2 separate regions of the Ovis aries genome follow, and region 2 is linked to region 1. Evidence: chromatin contacts called from public Hi-C data. All regions are on one chromosome and are shown on one strand. Each heading gives the region's core, a stretch centred on a gene start, on an enhancer-like site or on the middle of the called end of the contact. The rest is flanking DNA. Distances are from core to core; before and after follow the strand shown. Region 1 overlaps ATXN7L1 (ataxin 7 like 1). Region 2 has its middle 65 kb from the start of SYPL1.

Region 1 (3,332 bases), core at 369-2,868:
ATCCAACCAGTCCATTCTGAAGGAGATCAGCCCTGGGATTTCTTTGGAAGGAATGATGCTAAAGCTGAAACTCCAGTACTTTGGCCACCTCATGCGAAGAGTTGCCTCATTGGAAAAGACTCTGATGCTGGGAGGGATTGGGGGCAGGAGGAGAAGGGGACGACAGAAGATGAGATGGCTGGATGGCATCACCGACTTGATGGACATGAATCTGAGTGAACTCCAGGAGCTGGTGATGGACAGGGAGGCCTGGTGTGCTGCGATTCATGGGGTCGCAAAGAGTCGGACACGACTGAGCGACTGAACTGAACTGAACTGAACTCAGGCCTCAGTTTCCTTATCAGTAAAATGAAGATCATGATAGATATCTGAAGTAATTAACTGAGATAATATGTATAAAGTGCTTAGCTTAGTCCCTGGGCACATAGTTGACCCTCAATAAACTGTAGCTAAAACAAGAAGGAGAGACACCACCCCCACGGACCCTGATGCTTCTGGGGTAGATGTCTGTGTGCAAGTCATTGTCACCGTCAGAACTTTTTGTCCTCTTTGAGTCTTCTGGTCCCACAATGGAGAGAGGGGGTGGATGAAGAGGAGGAGAAGGCAGGAAAAGAAGTTGAGTGGGAGCAACTGGCCCTCCATATTCACCCAGAGTGGAGGACCATTTCCTGGCGGTGGCAAAGGGAAAAGACAGAGCTGAGTAAGAAGCCTTTACAGACTTGATCCCTTTCCAGGAGCCCTTGGTCCTGCTTTGCAATCCCACCTACTTTCTCCAACCCAGTCTCCTAGGTACTGCCCAAGCCTGGACTAGTGGTAAAAGTTCCCACATGGATACATATTCTACAAGAGTGAGAGGAACTCCAGTCTCCTCTCATATGAACATGTTGTCTTCTGCAACCCTGAAGTGTGTGAGGCGGTGGGGATCTCTGTGATGGCCCTAAAATTTCTTCCTCCGGAAGAACAGCATGTGCCCCTTTCTAGGCTGCTCCAGATTCCCTAGAAGCAAGAAGTCCCAGCATCAGCCTCTGTTAGTGTCTCTGGCACTTCTGTTAAGCAGGGGTTCCCAAGGCAAGGAGCTTAGGAGGTAGTCTCCAGACCCAATGAGAGATCAACAGGCACTTAATGTGCTGACATTCCTGGGAAGTCGTGATGCTCCAAGATCACGGGAAAAATCAGCAATCAGGAAAGAGGAAGATAACGAAGGGAAAACAGAGTCCTGGCATGTAGGGTACACAAAGCTGGACAGGCTGTCTCCGGAGTGCACTGGAGACTGGCCTGCCTGCAGGGGTGCTGCCTCGGGTGATAAGTCCCAGAGAAATTTAAGACAAGCCCAGATCAAACAACCATACCTGCTCAGTGCCTTTCCTGCTATATATGAGAATGAGGAGCCTCACAATGAAAATGAGTACCTAGTGAAATTCACAGCAAGGCATGGACGGTATCAAGGGACTTTGAGGGCAGGATCTGAGATGGAAGAGATCAGGAATCAGGCGGATTCTGGAGGGAGCATACTGCAGGGCGGAATGGAGCCCCCAGAGCAGCCAGGCTTTGCTCAGGAGTGGCCAGTGGGCGCGCTTCCGCCTGCAGCCACCAGAGGTCACCAGCTCCCGCTGCTGGAGCTAAAAGCCGTCCAGCCTGCCCTTGCCGGGCCTTCCACAGACAGCACACCACCACGGTCACGGCCTGGCTCAAGCCCTGCGGCCAACACTGACTTGGAGAGACAGGACTTTCAAAGAACATCTTCCGTGCCCTTGCCAGGGAAGGAGGGGAGCAGGGACCAGGGCCCAGGCCCCCAGCCTGTGCTTTCAGGAAGCTTGTTCTGAGCATAGCATCCCTGGCTACTGTCAGCGCTCCAGCCTCTGCTCCCAGCTTCCTTCGCAGCGGCACTTCCCCAGGAAGCGTCTTTCCTATTCCTCCTTCTTCGTGTTGGAATCCAGCACTGGGCAGGCAGTCCCACAACAAACCACCTCCATCCAGAATGGCAAGCACATTTTGTTTAAACCTTCAAGAGTTGAGTCTTCACACTGATCTATAGCAAACTCAGGAGATGCTTTGCCCCCGATTAAATACAGTTTGTGTTTTTAAAAAATTCTACGCTATCAACATCTCCTTTCTGCGTTACTTCAATGTCATCACTGTCCTCACTGCTTGCCAGAATCTGGATCAAAATCCTATCATCAGACCTTCCATCTAGCCGCTCCCTGTGCTCAAGTTGTCTCCACCAGTGCAAATCCGACCCTGCTATCCTGCTGCTTAGAGGGCTCTGAGGGCTACCCACTGCCCAGCGGACCAAGTCCACCCTCACAGCTGGCCCCACACGGCTCCCGCCCTCGGCACCTTCTCCCACAGCCTCCAGGAGCTCTGCTCCTTGAACACTGTGCGTCTGCCTGGCTCTGGGCCTTGCGGCGGGTGGGCGGTTCCTTCTGCTGCTGGGCCCGCCTTCCTCCTCGGGGTGAACACGCCCCCATCTGCCTTCATGCGGTTGTCGGGTCCTCTCCTCTCTCAGCGCTGGCTCTGCCTTCCTTGGTGTTTCTGCCATACTTATCACATCAAAGAGCAAGGTTTTAGTTCTATGACCCTGAGACCTGGCCAGACCATGAGCTACCTGAGGACAGGGACTTGAACCAAATGTATTCATCACTCCAGTTATCCCAGATATATATATATATATATATATATATATATATATATATATATATACTATTTAGCACTTGGCCCAATCATTGTTTGATGAATGGGCCAATCTTTGCAACGAAAGTTAAATCATATAACACAAGACAACACGGACCAGCTCTACACCAGTACAAATGCTTCAGGAAAGGACCAGCTGCTTCTATTCTTGGTAGAGGAACCACTGAGATGACAAAGATGGGGGGGGGGGTGCTGACCTCCCCCCATCCCTTACACACAGCACCTCACTCACCCTTGCCATGCACACACTGAGCACTGCTAGGCGCTGGGTGGTAGGCTGTGCCCACGCACGGGAGGTCATATTTCGTCCTCACCCACAGTTTATAGATGAGGAACCTAAGGCTTAGAAAGGTTGGCCCAGGACACTAATTCAGCAAAGTGAAGGGTAGCAAGGGGGCTTGACTTCAGGGTGCTTTAAGGGCAGGGCTCTTTAGCATAGCTCCAGCTCCACCCCTGTCCAGCTCTGTGTGCGTCATCTCAGGCCCAACTCTTCATTACCTTGGACTTCTCATCTCATCACCGAGCAGCCTTGAGGCTCAAAACGGAGTAGCACAAAGGCACGAATGCCCATGAAGGCATCTAAAACTGACAGTGTCCTCTGCAGATGCGAAGGCCCACGGTTACTAGCCTTCTCGGCTCAG
Region 2 (3,393 bases), core at 84-2,583, 380 kb after region 1:
TAGATGAGGAGAGGAAAGTCCAGAGAGGGCTAGGTGACTACAGCAAGCAGGGCCAGGCTCAGTCTGGGAGCTCTGTCTCTCTCCCACATCCAGCTGCACCTGATGCTGGGAACCCTTGCCTGACTGGGAAGACAGACACCCGGAAAGCCCATGCCCAGCTTGTGGCTGCTTTGTGCCTGAGCCCAGGTTGCATGTGGCTTCCCTGACTGCTCAGCGGGTAAAGAATCTGCCTGCAATTCAGGAGTGAAGGAGATGTGGGTTCTATCCCTGGGTCGGGAAGATTCCCTGGAGGAGGAAAATGGTAACCCACTCCAATATTGTTGCCTGAAAAAATCCCATGAACAGAGGAGCCTGGAAGGCTATAGTCCATGGGGTTTCAAAGAGTCAGATACAACTGAGCAAAACACACAGACACACAGACACACACACACACACACACACACACACACACACACACACACACCAGGGTCCATCACAACACAGCTTCAGCAACAGTCCTTTGTAGGGGAGAGGGGACAAAGCCAGCCCAGCTGATTGCTCCAGCTTTTAGCTGCCCTCAAGAACCTCCACGAGTCTTCTCAAGTCTTAGACACGGAATGTCAGACTTTAGGCGAGAATTTTTCAACCCGAGGATGAGTCAACCCGGAGCATTCCCTAGCCTGTCCTGCTTTTCCAGGAATCTCCTAAAGTGCTGGAACTTAGGGTGGAACTTGAAAGATCAATCCCTGCTTTTAATCCATCACTTCTGTTGAGGACAGATGATTTTTTCAGCACTGGACTGGTCGGTACCACTCGAGGGCAGGGGCGTCCCTTCTTTACTGAAGAACCCCAGGGTCCTTAGCATACAGAGGAAGGGAGAGGGTGGGGGGAGGAGGAAACTTTACAGAGAGGGCTGGGTGCCATTTACACTTTCAATTCCCTCAGATAGGTGGCTGGAGCACTCTCCTGGGTGCCAGAGGCTGGCTGTGCCTGCGGTCTGTCTGGGTGGAGAGGCTGAGGTTGCCCATACAAGCACATTTCCTCAGAAACACATCTGCTCAACCGCATGAAAAACAGCAACTCTGCTGACTTATTTAGCGTCCATTAAGTTCATATTCAAATGAACATGCGGGAAGGAAAGGGGCGGCGTTACTACAGTGCAGAGGCTGGGAGAGGCATTTAAAATGTATGAAGATCTGTGCACCAGATGTTTGTTTCACCTCAAGAAAATAAAATGATAGAACAACACAGAATGAAATGTCACAACCAAATCTCTGTGAGAGCAGCAAGGGAAAGCTGCTCTGTCTCCTGCTCTGGCTTCTCCCGGTCTACTCCAAGTGCACATTGCAAAGACTGGCGTGAGTCCAGTCACAGAGTCTCAGCTCTTGGTGTGAACGGCAGTTACAGCTGAGGCCATCAGTACACACGCAAGACTATCTGAACTCTTGCACGACACAGACTCTTTGCACACGAAGGGTCTCAGCCAGCTGGCTGGTGTTCAGTGGGCTGTGCCAGAGGCAGACATGAATGCTAATGAGTGTGCAGCTGCCCGCAGGTCACAGTGCAAAGGGCGGGAGCCCTGGAATGAGTCCCTGGAAGCTCTCCCTGCATTATGGCGTTAGTCAGCTAGCTGGTACCAAGCCTCCTCTCCCAGCAGGAGGGGCTACACCCAAGCTCATGTTCATGCAGACTGAGGCTTCCTCTCTACCACCGCCTCCCAGGAGGCATCACAACGCTCCGGGTAATGCCTGCACATCTCCTCTGCCTGGAGCCCAGGAGCATGTGTCTTCCTTCAGTGACTTGGTGAACCCTGTGAGCCCATTCACCCTGATACCAGGAATGATAACAGGATGGGGGAATGTGACAATGTCTGCCTGTGTCTTGGGGCTCTCCTTTGGCTTCTTGACCTTTCCCTCTCCCCAGTTTTCCTTAACTCATGTTATGGGATTTCCTCAAATCCAGTTTCTGAGGGCAGGAATTCAGATAGGACCCATGTGGCAGGACCACAGGATGAGGGATCTAGTCACTCCTCAGAGCTACCTCCACCACACTTAGAACCACAAGAGCCTAGTGACAAGGAGCAGCACTTTTAATGCCATCACAAGCCTGGAGGCACAAAGCCAAAGGGCAGGAGTCTCCAAGGAGCCGTGGGGAGGAATTTCTTTGAGTGGTGACCACACAAGGGAAGGAGTTGTGGCTGCTTAGGGTGATGCTCCTGAGATAGTCCTCTTCATCTGTCTCTCTGACAAGCCCAGCCTTGCTTAACCTCAACACCCAGCATATCACTGCCTGCTTTATGACTCTTAGTCTCCCAGAAATGGACAATTCTACAGGGTTGCTTGGATTTTTCTGAAGTCTTTGAGATAACTAGATGGCCCTGTCTTCAGGTGAGCTCATGGCCCTGGGAAAATAAGCTATTTCAAACCCTAAAAGATGATGCTGTGAAAGTGCTGCACTCAATATGCCAGCAAATTTGGAAAACTCAGCAGTGGCCACAGGACTGGAAAATGTCAGTTTCCATTCAAATCCCAAAGAAGGGCAATACCTAAGAATAATCAAAGTACTGTACAATTGCACTCATTTGACATGCTAGCAAAACAATGCTCAAAATTCTCCAACCTAGGCTTCAACAGTATGTGAACCAAAAATTTCAGATGTTTAAGCTGGATTTAGAAAAGGCAGAGGAACCAAAGATCAAATTGCCAACATCTGTTGAGTCATAGAAAAAGCAAGAGAATTCCAGAAAAAACATCTACTTCTGCTTCACTGACTATGCTAAAGCCTTTGACTACATGGATCGCAACAAACTGTGGAATATTCTTAAAAAGATGGGAATACCAGACCACCTTACCTGCCTCCTGAGAAACCTGTATGAAGGTCAAGAAGCAACAGGTAGAACTGGACATAGAACAATGACTGGTTCAAATTGGGAAAGGAGTACATCAAGGCTGTATATTGTCACCCTGCTTATTTAACTTATATCCAGCGTACATCATGTGAAATGGCAGGCTGGATGAAGGACAAGCTGGAATCAAGACTGCCAGGAGAAATATCAATAACCTCAGATATGCAGATGACACTACCCTTATGGCAGAAAGTGAAGAGGACCAAAAGAGCCTCTTAATGAAGGTGAAAGAAGAGACTGAAAAATCTGGCTTAAAACTCAACATACAAAAAAATAAGATCATGGCCTCCGGTCCCATCACTTCATGGCAAATACATGGGGAAACAATGGAAACAGTGACAGACTTTATTTTCTTGGGCTCCAAAATCACTGCAGGTGGTGACTGAAGCCATGAAATTATAAGCTCCTTGGAAGAAAAGCTATGACAAACCTAGATAGCCTATTAAAAAGCAAAGACATTATTTTGCCAACAAAGGTCCATATAGTCAAAGCTATGGTTTTTCCAGTAG

What was found. A called contact is a pair of places that touch in the nucleus more often than the background predicts.
Region 2: a contact with region 1 is called in a Hi-C map of hypothalamus, with 5 times the contacts expected there. The contact joins two enhancer-like sites. A contact is called at or near these places in 13 of 16 Hi-C or Micro-C datasets (blood, hypothalamus, liver and 7 more).

The regions. Positions count from the first base shown.
Region 1 is chr4:48,247,418-48,250,749 of ARS-UI_Ramb_v3.0, forward strand. The region is part of intron 3 of ATXN7L1 (ataxin 7 like 1); the gene reads right to left. Among named protein-coding and RNA genes, the nearest start is that of TRNAG-UCC, 52 kb to the right of the region's middle. Within about 2 kb of position 1,619, at least 7 of the 54 cell types and tissues checked have an H3K27ac peak or open chromatin away from gene starts, as enhancers often do. A contact at or near this core is called in hypothalamus, where this site is marked.
Region 2 is chr4:48,627,083-48,630,475 of ARS-UI_Ramb_v3.0, forward strand. No RefSeq gene overlaps it. Among named protein-coding and RNA genes, the nearest start is that of SYPL1, 65 kb to the right of the region's middle. Within about 2 kb of position 1,334, at least 16 of the 54 cell types and tissues checked have an H3K27ac peak or open chromatin away from gene starts, as enhancers often do. A contact at or near this core is called in hypothalamus, where this site is marked.